Linked DNA regions of Sus scrofa: region 1 is linked to region 2. The links are chromatin contacts, called in public HiChIP or PLAC-seq maps. All regions are on one chromosome and are shown on one strand. Each heading gives the region's core, a stretch centred on a gene start, on an enhancer-like site or on the middle of the called end of the contact. The rest is flanking DNA. Distances are from core to core; before and after follow the strand shown. Region 1 has its middle 14 kb from the start of MIRLET7I. Region 2 overlaps USP15 (ubiquitin carboxyl-terminal hydrolase 15).

Region 1 (5,387 bases), core at 1,353-3,852, 290 kb after region 2:
ATGGATACTAATATGGATAGAATTTGTTTCTGCTGCGCCACAATGGTGGAACTGCTGTATTCTTTTAATGTGAAAAAAAAATTCTTGTAAAGCAAGAAAAATAAGGTGGTGGTGTTATAGATGTACACGTAGCTTGTGCACTGTTAGACTATTGGAAGGAGTTACGATGATGAAATGCATGCAGTTGAGTGAGGCTAAGTGGAAAGTCATGTTAGGGGACAGATGGAGTTTTGAAGTGCTAAGAAAATGATTTAGTAAAACTGGGGCTATAAAACTGAAAGAATGTGGAGCTTCAGAATTCAGGAGCTCTGGGAATAGAAAAGCCATAAGAGCAAGAACAAGAAGAGATTAGCTGGAAACCAGAGTGCACCCCCAAATGAACTTTGGAAAAAGGATCTAGAATCATCCACTCAGTCATTTTTTAAAACAGTTTATTTGTGTATTTTTCAGGTATCAAGATGAATAAGAAGTAGTTCCTGCCCTTAAGGAGCTTTTCTAGTTGAGGAAATAAACATAGATAAATAACAAAACAAAAAAACAAGTGCTCTGTGGATCCGTATACAGCAACATGTCATGGGGAGGCAGAACACTGAGCAATCAGTTTCCATCTGGATCGTGATCAGGGTATCAGTACAAGAGCCATGAGGAATAAGCATGTTTTCAATATGACAAGAATGAAGGAATGGGCATTTATCGATATAAGAGCAACATGAGAAAAGTTATGGGTGCACTAGAAGACATGGACCTTGAGAATTCTCATTGTGGCATGGCAGAAAGGAATCTGACTAGTATCCATGAGGATGCAGCTTCAACCCCTGGCCTGGCTTAGTGGGTTAAGGATCTGGCGTTGCCGTGAGCAGTGGTGTAGGTCACAGATGCAGCTCCGATTCAACCCCTAGCTTGGGAACTTCCATATGCTCCAGATGTGGCCCTAAAAAAGACAGAAGAATAAAAGTAAAAGATGTAGACTTTCAAGGAACATATATGGTCTAATATAGGTGTTACATAGGAATGTGGGACCAGGGCATATGTGGTGATGAAGTCAAAGAGGCTGGAAATAGAGTGACCTACAAGAGTAAGGAATTTTGACCTTTTTTTTTTCTTTTAAATTGAGATATAATTTGACATGTAACATTATATTAATTTCAGGTATACAATAGAATGATTTGATATATGTATATATTGCAGAATGATCACAATAAGTCTAGTGAACATTCATCACCACACAGTTAAAATTTTTTTTCTTGGGATGAGAACTTTTAAGATCTATGCTATTAGCAACAGTATTGTTAACATCACCGGATGTACATTACGTCCTCATGATGTAATTATTTTGGAAGTCTGTACCTTTTGACCACCTTCACCCATTTTGGCCATTCCCCACCCCTTGCCTCTGGAAACCACCGATCTATTCTCTGTTTCTATGAATTTAGTTGTTATTTAATTTTATGTTTTAGATGCCATATATAGGTGAGGTCATATGGTATTTATTTTTCTCTGACTTAACTTCACTTTGCATAATGCCCTCAGGGTCCATCCATTTTGTTACATATGGCAAGGCTTCATTTTTTTTAAATGGCTGAGTAATATTCCATTGGATTTATATATAATCACATTTCCATTCATCCATTGATGAAGACTTAGGTTGCTTTCATATCTTGCCTGTTGTAAAAAAAGCTGCAGTGAACACGGGGGGTTCCTGTATCTTTTTGAGTAAGTGTTTTCGTTTTTTTTAGATAAATACCCAGAAGTGAAATTGTTGGAATTGGCAGTTCTATTGGCAGGAACCTCTAGACTGTTTTCCATAGTGGCTGCATCTATTTACATTCCCACCAGCAATGCACGGTGATTTTCTTTTCTCTCCGTCCTTGCTAACACTTGTTATTTCTTATCTTTTTGATGATAGCCCTTCTAACAGGCATGAGGTGGTATCTCACTGTGGTTTTGATTTGCATTCCCCTGATGATTAATGATGTTGAGAACCTTTTCAGGTACCTGTTGGCTATCTTCTGTCTTCTTTGGAAAAATGTCTGGATCCTCTGCCCATTTTTTAATTGAATTGTTTTTGCTACTCAGTTATATGAGTTCTTTATGTATTTTGGATATTAACCCCTTATCAGATACATGATTTGCAGATATTTTCTACAGTGTGGTAGGTTGTCTTTTTGACTAGTTTAGAAATAAGAAACATTTCTGTCTTTTGAGGAGAGAAGTTACACAAGGACAAAAGAAAATTACACATACAAAACTTGAGGGAAGTGGTAGGGGAAGAAGGGCTGCTTCTGAATGAGATGAGAGTGTTGGTAAGTGGAAAGAGGAAAAATGAGAGGAAATGTGAAGATTCAGGATTGAATGAATACATAATAGAAGAGGGATAATCGATAGGGCAAGATCTTGTGTTATTATAGCATCGACTCTATTTTTGTGTGGAAAATGTGTATATTAAAAGCATCCTAGAAATATGTTTGCTATTTGTCTATAGTAACATCTGAAAACACATTTGAAAGTGCTTTAGAATAGGCACTTAAAGAAAGGGCCAGATATTAAATATTGTAGGCTTTGTGGGTCACATGTGGTCTCTATTGCATATGCTTCTGCTTTTCTTCCTTTGCTTTCTTCTTTTTCCTTCCTCTTTAAAACTGTAAAATCATTCTTAGCTCATTTGCCATACTAAAAACAGGCCATTGGCCAGATTTGGCCTGTAGGTCATAGTTTGCTGACCCTTGCTTTAGAACTTAATTATCCTAATAGAACATTTGGTTCCACCACCCGACCAAAAAAAACCCTTTTCTCTCTCTCTCTCAATAAGTGAAGACAGAAATAGGTCTTTCTTTGAGAATAAAACATTTTAATACATTTGAATGTATATGACCCCTGACCATCATCACTCAGATTTGTGAAGATAGTCTGTTTCCTTCTCTGGACCATAATGGCAGGTGTAACAAATAATGTTTAACAGAACAAATAATGTTTAACAGAAATAATACTGCGTGACATCTGAAAACAGGATTATGAGAGGTGATACACCTTCTGCCCCTCTCTCCTCTCTTCTTCTCTCTCTCCACATACATTTGGAGCTCTAAGGTGCCGTGTAGTAATAGCTACCCTGAAGTTTCCGTGCTGAAAAGACCATGGGGAGATCACATAGACATAGGGAGAGATGTCTGAGGAAACCCAGCTGTTCCTGCCCCCAGCTATTTTAAGTCTTCCCAGAGCAGGCACCATGCATATGAATGAGCAAGTCCCAGATGATTTCAGTACCAGCTACCATCTGCTGCAAGCTCATGAGACACCCTAAGCAAGAAACTTAGTCAAGCCCCAGAACCATGAGAGACAATAGTAAAACTGTGGTTGTTGTTTTAAGCCAAAGTTTTAGGGTAATTTGTTACATAGCAATAGATAATCAGAAATGATTTTGAGACCTGGAAATGGAGTGTTATTAGAACAAAACCTAAGACATATGGCAGTGGCTTTGCAGCTGAGCTGCCTGCATACGTTGGAAGGGCCTTGAAGAGATTAACAGCAGAAATCTGATGGATCTTGAGGTTGTCAGTAGGGCTTAAAGGAAAGTGAGGAGAAAAGTTATTAAAGCTGGGGGAAAAGCCCTTGTATGATAATGTAGAAATACAAAATACACTTAACGAACTTATAGATAAGCCTGAACAGTTTTCAGGCTAAAGTTTTAAACTTTTACCTGGTTTAAAAGAGCTGATATGAAATACTAGTAATGATGAGCTAGAGAAGAAATTACTCCGTTTTCAAGCAAAATTTTGAGGAAATACATTAAGTCAAAACTTGCTGGGTTAGAAAATAAAACCCTTTTCCGACTGCCAGTCTCTTGCAGCAGCATATTCCCAAAGTAAGGAAAAGGGTCTCAGGACAAAATCAGATTCACATCTCTGTTATAAAAAGTTCTCAGGGTAAAGATGAAGCTAAAGATTTGATTGTGAAATCCTTTTTTAAGACACCAGAAGAGGGAAAAATTTGCAATTTAGGATACTCTACCCAGCAAAGTTATCATTTAGAATAGAAGAGATAATTTCTCAGATAAATAAAAACTTAATATGGCAATGCTAAACTTTTCTAAAGGAAATATTGAAAGGTCTTCTCTAAATAGAAAGGAAATAAGAGTCTTTAGGAAAGATAAAATCACAATTGCAAAAACAGTACACAGATTTAAGAAAAGAAAGAAAATCAAAAAAGACACCAGAAAAATTTAAGGTGGTACTTTACAGGGAGCCCCAGGTAGACAAGATTTGTTGGTGCAGTTTTGTCTAATGAATAAACCTCAATAAGATCAATAATATTCATAAGAAACTTACAAAGCTTTTGAGAAAATTATATTGTAGAAATACTATCAGTTTGAGCTGTAAGGAACAGAGATGGCTTCAAAAATGAAAAGAGGCTTTTAGACCCTAGAACTTCTACAGGCAGGAAGTAGACTTATCAAACTACCGAACTTAAATTTGGGCTATGTTTTATGGGATAGGAAGAATAACTCAGAGGTTGGAGCCAGGAGTTAAGGAGAATCATTGCAGGCAAAAGACGTAAACCCTAATCAAGGAATTGGCAGTGTACGCCCAGTTGGATTTGCTGTGGTCGAGAGACTGCCCCATGCCTTTTGTTTCTCCTTTTGAAGGGGAGTATTTATAGTAACTATCCTATGTCTGTCTACCCTACCATGATATTGGTTGTGTATGGGACAGATAATTTGTCTCTCTAGTTCATAGGTTTCAGACCTAGAGGAATGATACTTTTCCCTCTAGGAAAAGGTACTTTTCTCATTACTTTTCTTCCTTCCTTTTATTTATTTTTTGGTAATTTTAAATCAAATAAACAACAGAAAATATATTTGAATGTAACTTGAATGACTGTAAATAAGCAAAAAAAATTCTGGAGTTCTCATTGTGGCTCAGCAGTATCCTGACTAGTATCCATGAGGATACGGGTTCGATCCCTGGTCTTGCTCAGTGGGTTAAGGATCCGGCATTGCCAAGAGCTATGGTGTAGGTTGAAGACATGTCTCAGATCTGGCATTGCTGTGGCTGTGCCAGCAGCTGCAGCTCCATTTCAACCCCTAGTGTGGAAACTTCCATATGCTGCAAATGCAGCCCTAAAAAAAAAAAAAAAAAATTCTCTTGAAGCTCATATTTTCATATATGCTAGGTACCTAACATAGGGCCTGCCTGATGCAGAATTTTTTTTATAGGTGCTTGATTGCTTTATCATTCTCTTACCCTGTCAGTGGCATTATCTTTATCTATGATGTCCAGTTCCTGCATGCTGACTTCTAGTTCACCAGGGCCCTCTATTCGCACCACCCCTCCTGCACCCCAATCAGGCCTCTCCATGTGCTCCAGACTTTGGCTTTTTATTGTCATCTTAAC
Region 2 (5,150 bases), core at 2,598-5,097:
CTAATTTTGTAAAATTTGCATGTCATTTTTGTGTAAACCCTCACTCATAGCTGTAGTAGGTTTGGAGAGTAGCTTTAATTTGCATTTATAGTCACTTAAAATATGTATATTTTTGTTTCAGTAAATTACCAAGGTTTTTAGATAGGAGAGACATTGATTTCAGTTTTAGAGCTTTCCTTCCATTCCTACTCTTTTACTTAGAAGTCTTTGAGGCTTTTTTTTTTTTAATGGCTGCACCTGGGGCATATGGACGTTCGCAGGCTGGGAACTGAATCTAAGCTACAGCTGCAGCTGAGCTGTGGCAATGCAGGATCCTTAACCCACTGCATTGGGCACTGGGAGGGGATCGAACCCATGCCTCCGAAGCTGCCTGAGGCACTGCATTCATATTCTTAACCCACTGCACCACAGCAGGAAGATGAAGACTTTATTTTATATGGTCCCCTATGTTTGTGCAACTTTGATTCACACTAACAGAAAATAATCTTACAATAAAAAGTCAGTTAATAATGTAAATGAAGACTGTTAATCAATAAAAACATCAAATTGTTTCGTGTGTACCTGCTAAGAAGTTTTTATGTTACTGTTAACTTTAGTTGTACCAAAGTGTTTACCACTAAATTAGGATATGTATTACATCATTTGCAGGAAATGAAACTAGAAAGCAAACTGTTTTTTAGTGTTGGTAGATTGGTTGAAAGTAAGGACAGAAAAAGAGACTTTAAAGCATATTTTTCACATTTTAGCTGCTTTTAAAATTGAGAAAAGCAGTTTTTCCTAATTTAATCCTTTCCATAAATTTTAAAATCCGTAAGTTGTTAGTGAAGCCAAGATTAATGAACCCTACTGGCCAAGAATATCCAGAGGTTTAGTCACTGATTTCATTTATCTACTTGGTGACTTTTAGGCTTTATTTTTTCCTAAGTCATACCATTTTTTTTTCATTAGCACATAATTAGGTATTAAATAGATGGCCTTTTTACAAAATATCTTTGTGACAGTTATTAATCTTGCTTGCATATAAGTATAATAAGAAAAAATTAGTTTGTCAGGGCAGGACCTATCACATTACATTTAAAAACACTGTGCTAGGTACTGTTTAAGTACTTACATATGTTAACTTACTTACTCATCACCACAATTCTAGGGCATTAGAATGTAAATGTGCTCTAATGCACCTTTGCGAGAATAGGGATTTGCTCTAATAAGCTCAAAGAGGTGTCACCTAGTGGCATAACTGGAATTTGAACTCAAGTAGTCTGGGGCTTTAATTCAGGCCTTAAAATTACTGTACTACACCGCATTTTAGTTTAAAGATGAATTTTAAAAGGTAGTTCACTTTTTTTTTTTTTTTAATGGGCATTCTTTTCTCTTTAAATTGAGTCTCTTTTATGTTTAGCAGCAGCATTCTACCATTTGATCCCACACTTCTCTCTTGTGGCTCTTCAGTTTAGATATGGTAGAAAAGCTTAACATCTTGCTTTTGGAAATCAAAATAGGTGATTGAATATAAAGAATTAATTTATTAATAGGTGATTAACTGAGTATATAGAATAAATGCTATTTTCATCCAAAAGCACTTTTAAACAAAAGAAACTAGGGTCATTTATTGCTTAGATTTGGTGGTTTTAATTGTTTATCAGTACTCATAAGCAGTTATTAGAGGCCATATGGCCCCTTCTCATATAGTTTTACAGAAACAGCATATCACGCAGATAGAAAGAGCTTATAGAATATTTTGTTTTAGTTCTCTGCCCATATTTTAGAAGTATATGCTTTACAGTAAACCACCAATACATAAGGCTCATTTTTCCAATGAAGAATTCATAGGAACAGCCCAGCTCAGAAAATACGAATATGAAAGTTTGGTATTTTTGTTCTATGTTTACTAACTTTCTGTAAATTTTCAAAGTACATTTGAATGAAGACAATAGAGGGTACATAACCATGTTAATACCTCTTTAACATCTTCCTGAAAACTGACAGTCCATGTATGTCACTGCTGATAAAACAGTTTTGCCATGTTAGTCATCATATATATTCATTTTATTAAATGAGTTTAGAGTGATTTCTCTTTTCCTTGCTTTGAGAATCACTTCACTGAAAACAAAAATTATTATTGATAAAAAATTGAAACCAAGAAGTGTATTGGCAGGATGATAAAGGGCAGGTTGAGAACTACTAATGAAAGTATTTACGTTCATTATCTGGTTGGATTCTCAAAATAAGGATCAAATTAGGTATCTATATTCCTTTCTTATAGATGAGAAATCTGAGCTCAGAGAAATCCGTTGGTTTGTCTGTGGTTCACAGGTGATAATACCACCACTAGTGAACACTGATTGAATGCGTACTCTGTGCCAGCCACTATTCTAAAACTAAATGTCTTATACTTGTGCAGCCATTAAAAAACAAGTGCTCTTATTTACCTCATTTTACAGATGATTGATGATTTCAGAGTTGGTGTTTAAAATATTATTTAAGTATCTGGTTTACAACGATATAAAATACTGAATTCTACCAGTATCTCCTTAGTATTAAAAGTGTTTTGTGCAGTTTCTACTCAGATGTAATTGAAACAGTATTTCATAGCCATTAAACTATTTCTTCTTAGTCTCCATGTAGAATTTTTCAACAGTTACTAGTTTTTTTCCTTTCCTGAGTAATGTCAGTTCAGTTTGTGCCTTTTGTTTTCATTTCTTTTAGTCACCGCTGTCATTCACACTCTGTATCTTACATTTATCCCTTTGAAGTTGTTTCTCGAGAGTCTGCTCTGCCTATAAACAAGGGACCATAGTTGCTTTCAGTTTTATCGTCCAGTTTATGCAGAAGTCACTACTGAAAAAAACCTAGAATAAGATTGATTAGAAGTAAGTGATCTCAGTTTTGGATACAGATTAAAATGATGTATCTGAGGGAACTATCAAGAATGGCTCCACAAAAAGAAGTAAGGAAGCTCAGATTCTAATATAAGAAAGAAAACCTCTGTAGGATTAACCTATATTTGGTTATGCCTAGAATACTTTTACTGCTTTCGTCAGTAAGATTCTGCATGGTTTCCTTGTAGCTCTCCAGCAAGAAAAAGGAGGGTAATGACTACTTTTTCTTCTTCATGCAGAGGAGAGCTAAGAATGCTGTCCCTTCCACTCTCCTTTTAGAAGACCCAGATATTATTACTGTGATAATTCCTCTTAGTTTGGGAAAATTCAAGTGGCCATAGAAAGGACTTCCTTTGTGAAAGAAGTCAAAGGCTCTCACAAATCCAAAGTGGCTTTGAGATGGGGCTATTCTAAATTTTAGAGAGCCAGTTAAGTCAAAACCTGGGAGCACTAGAGACAAAATTACTTGAGTGAAAAGAGCATTAAGTTCTTGTAGTAAAAAACAAAAAGATTAAGAATGACAAGGTGGAGTTCAGTCATGGCTCAGTAGTAATGAGTCCAGCTAGTAAACATGAGGACATGGGTTTGATCCCTGGCCTTGCTCAGTGGGTTAAGTATCCAGCATTGCTGTGAGCTGTGGTGTAGATCGCAGATGTGGCTCAGATCCCTAGTTGCTGTGGCTGTTGTATAGGCCAGAACCTGGAGCTCCTGTTTGGCCCTTAGCCTGGGAACTTCCATATGCCACGGGTACAGCCCTAAAAAAGACCAAAAAAAAAAAAAAAAAAAAAAAAAAAGAATGATAAGGGTGATACTTATATATTTATCATGTTGTGCATTACATCCCTAGTGCTTATTTAATATGAGTTTGTTTGGTTGGTTGTTAATGAAGTATAATTGTCCTACACTATGTTACTTCCTGTTACACAACATGGTGATTTGATATTTCTGTATATTTCAAAATGATTACCATGATAAGTCTAGTTATGATCTTTCACCATACAGGGATATTACATAATTATTGACTGTATTTCCCGTATTGTGCATTTCATACTCGTGACTCATTTATTTTGCAACTAGAATTTATACGTCTTAATCTTCCTCACCTATTTGTTTCCTGCCCCCCCCCAACCTTCTTTCCCTTTACCAACTAGGGGTTCTCTGTATCTGAGACTCTTTTTCTGTTTTGTTATGTTTGTTCATTTTTTAGATTCTACGTATAAGTGAAATCAAACATACTTGTCTTTCTGACTTATTTCTCTTAGCATAATACCTTCTATGTCCATGTTGTCACAAATGACAAGGTTTAGTTCTTTGTTGTGTCTGAGTAATATTCTACTATAACATTGCCATATGTTATATACAAAAGTTGTTAAGAGGGTAACTCCTAAGAGTTCTCATCATAAGAAATTTTTTTCTAATTAATTTGTATCTATATGAGTAATAGATGTTCCATAAACTTATTGTGGTATCATTTCATGATATATGTTAAGTCAAATCATTACACCGTACATCTTAAACTTATTATTGCTGTATATTAGTAATATCTCGATAAAACTAGGAGAAAGAAAAAAGAATGATAAGGGTTAAATGATCATGGTAATTTTGATTGCTTTATGTTGTTTAGCAGTGTAACAGCTTGACAAAGTTAACAGTTTAATCAGGGGATTTATCTTTGCTATAGATGGAAAATTTATTTTTATAAATTTGAATGGATTTTAAGCTGAAAAAGTTTTTGATTCTCAGGAGAGATATAGCTGAGTGTTTATATACATTGTATAGTTGTATCTGTGATTACAAGAAATACCACCTAGTTATCATGTTAAGAGCTTTTTGTATGTATAAGTGAAAGTGTTCTCATTTTACAGGTTCAGATTCTGAAGTACAGTGTTAAGTGCACATTGTGATATTCTTAGTGGTAGAGCAGAGATTCTGACTTAGGCAGTCAACTGTAAAGCCTGCATTTTATTTAATTTAATTTAATTTTATTTTATTTTATTTTGGCTTCACCTGCACCATGCAGAAGTTCCCAGGCCAGGGATTGAGCCCAAGCCACAAGGCTGGATACTTAACCTGCTAAGACACCAGGGAACTCCTAAAGCGTACATTTTAAGCTGTACTGCCTGCCTATGAGTGATAAGCTATATACCATTTTATGGAAGCAATTTTCTGAGGGGCGAATACTTGGAAGTATTAAAATCAAGAAGTGACACCTTTTTTTTGGCCTTGCCTGCAGTATATGGAGCTCCCAGGCCAGGGATCAACCTGCAGAAC

What was found. HiChIP or PLAC-seq counts read pairs in DNA pulled down with a chosen protein or histone mark.
Region 1: an H3K27ac HiChIP or PLAC-seq map of alveolar macrophages shows a contact between it and region 2. The contact joins two enhancer-like sites. A contact is called at or near these places in 1 of 47 Hi-C or Micro-C datasets (heart right ventricle) and 1 of 2 datasets of contacts at active chromatin or transcription factors (alveolar macrophages).

Annotation. Positions count from the first base shown.
Region 1 is chr5:27,264,454-27,269,840 of Sscrofa11.1, forward strand. No RefSeq gene overlaps it. Among named protein-coding and RNA genes, the nearest start is that of MIRLET7I, 14 kb to the left of the region's middle. Within about 2 kb of position 2,603, at least 4 of the 83 cell types and tissues checked have an H3K27ac peak or open chromatin away from gene starts, as enhancers often do. A contact at or near this core is called in alveolar macrophages, where this site is marked.
Region 2 is chr5:26,968,349-26,973,498 of Sscrofa11.1, forward strand. The region is part of intron 1 of USP15 (ubiquitin carboxyl-terminal hydrolase 15); the gene reads left to right. Among named protein-coding and RNA genes, the nearest start is that of USP15, 6.5 kb to the left of the region's middle. Within about 2 kb of position 3,848, at least 11 of the 83 cell types and tissues checked have an H3K27ac peak or open chromatin away from gene starts, as enhancers often do. A contact at or near this core is called in alveolar macrophages, where this site is marked.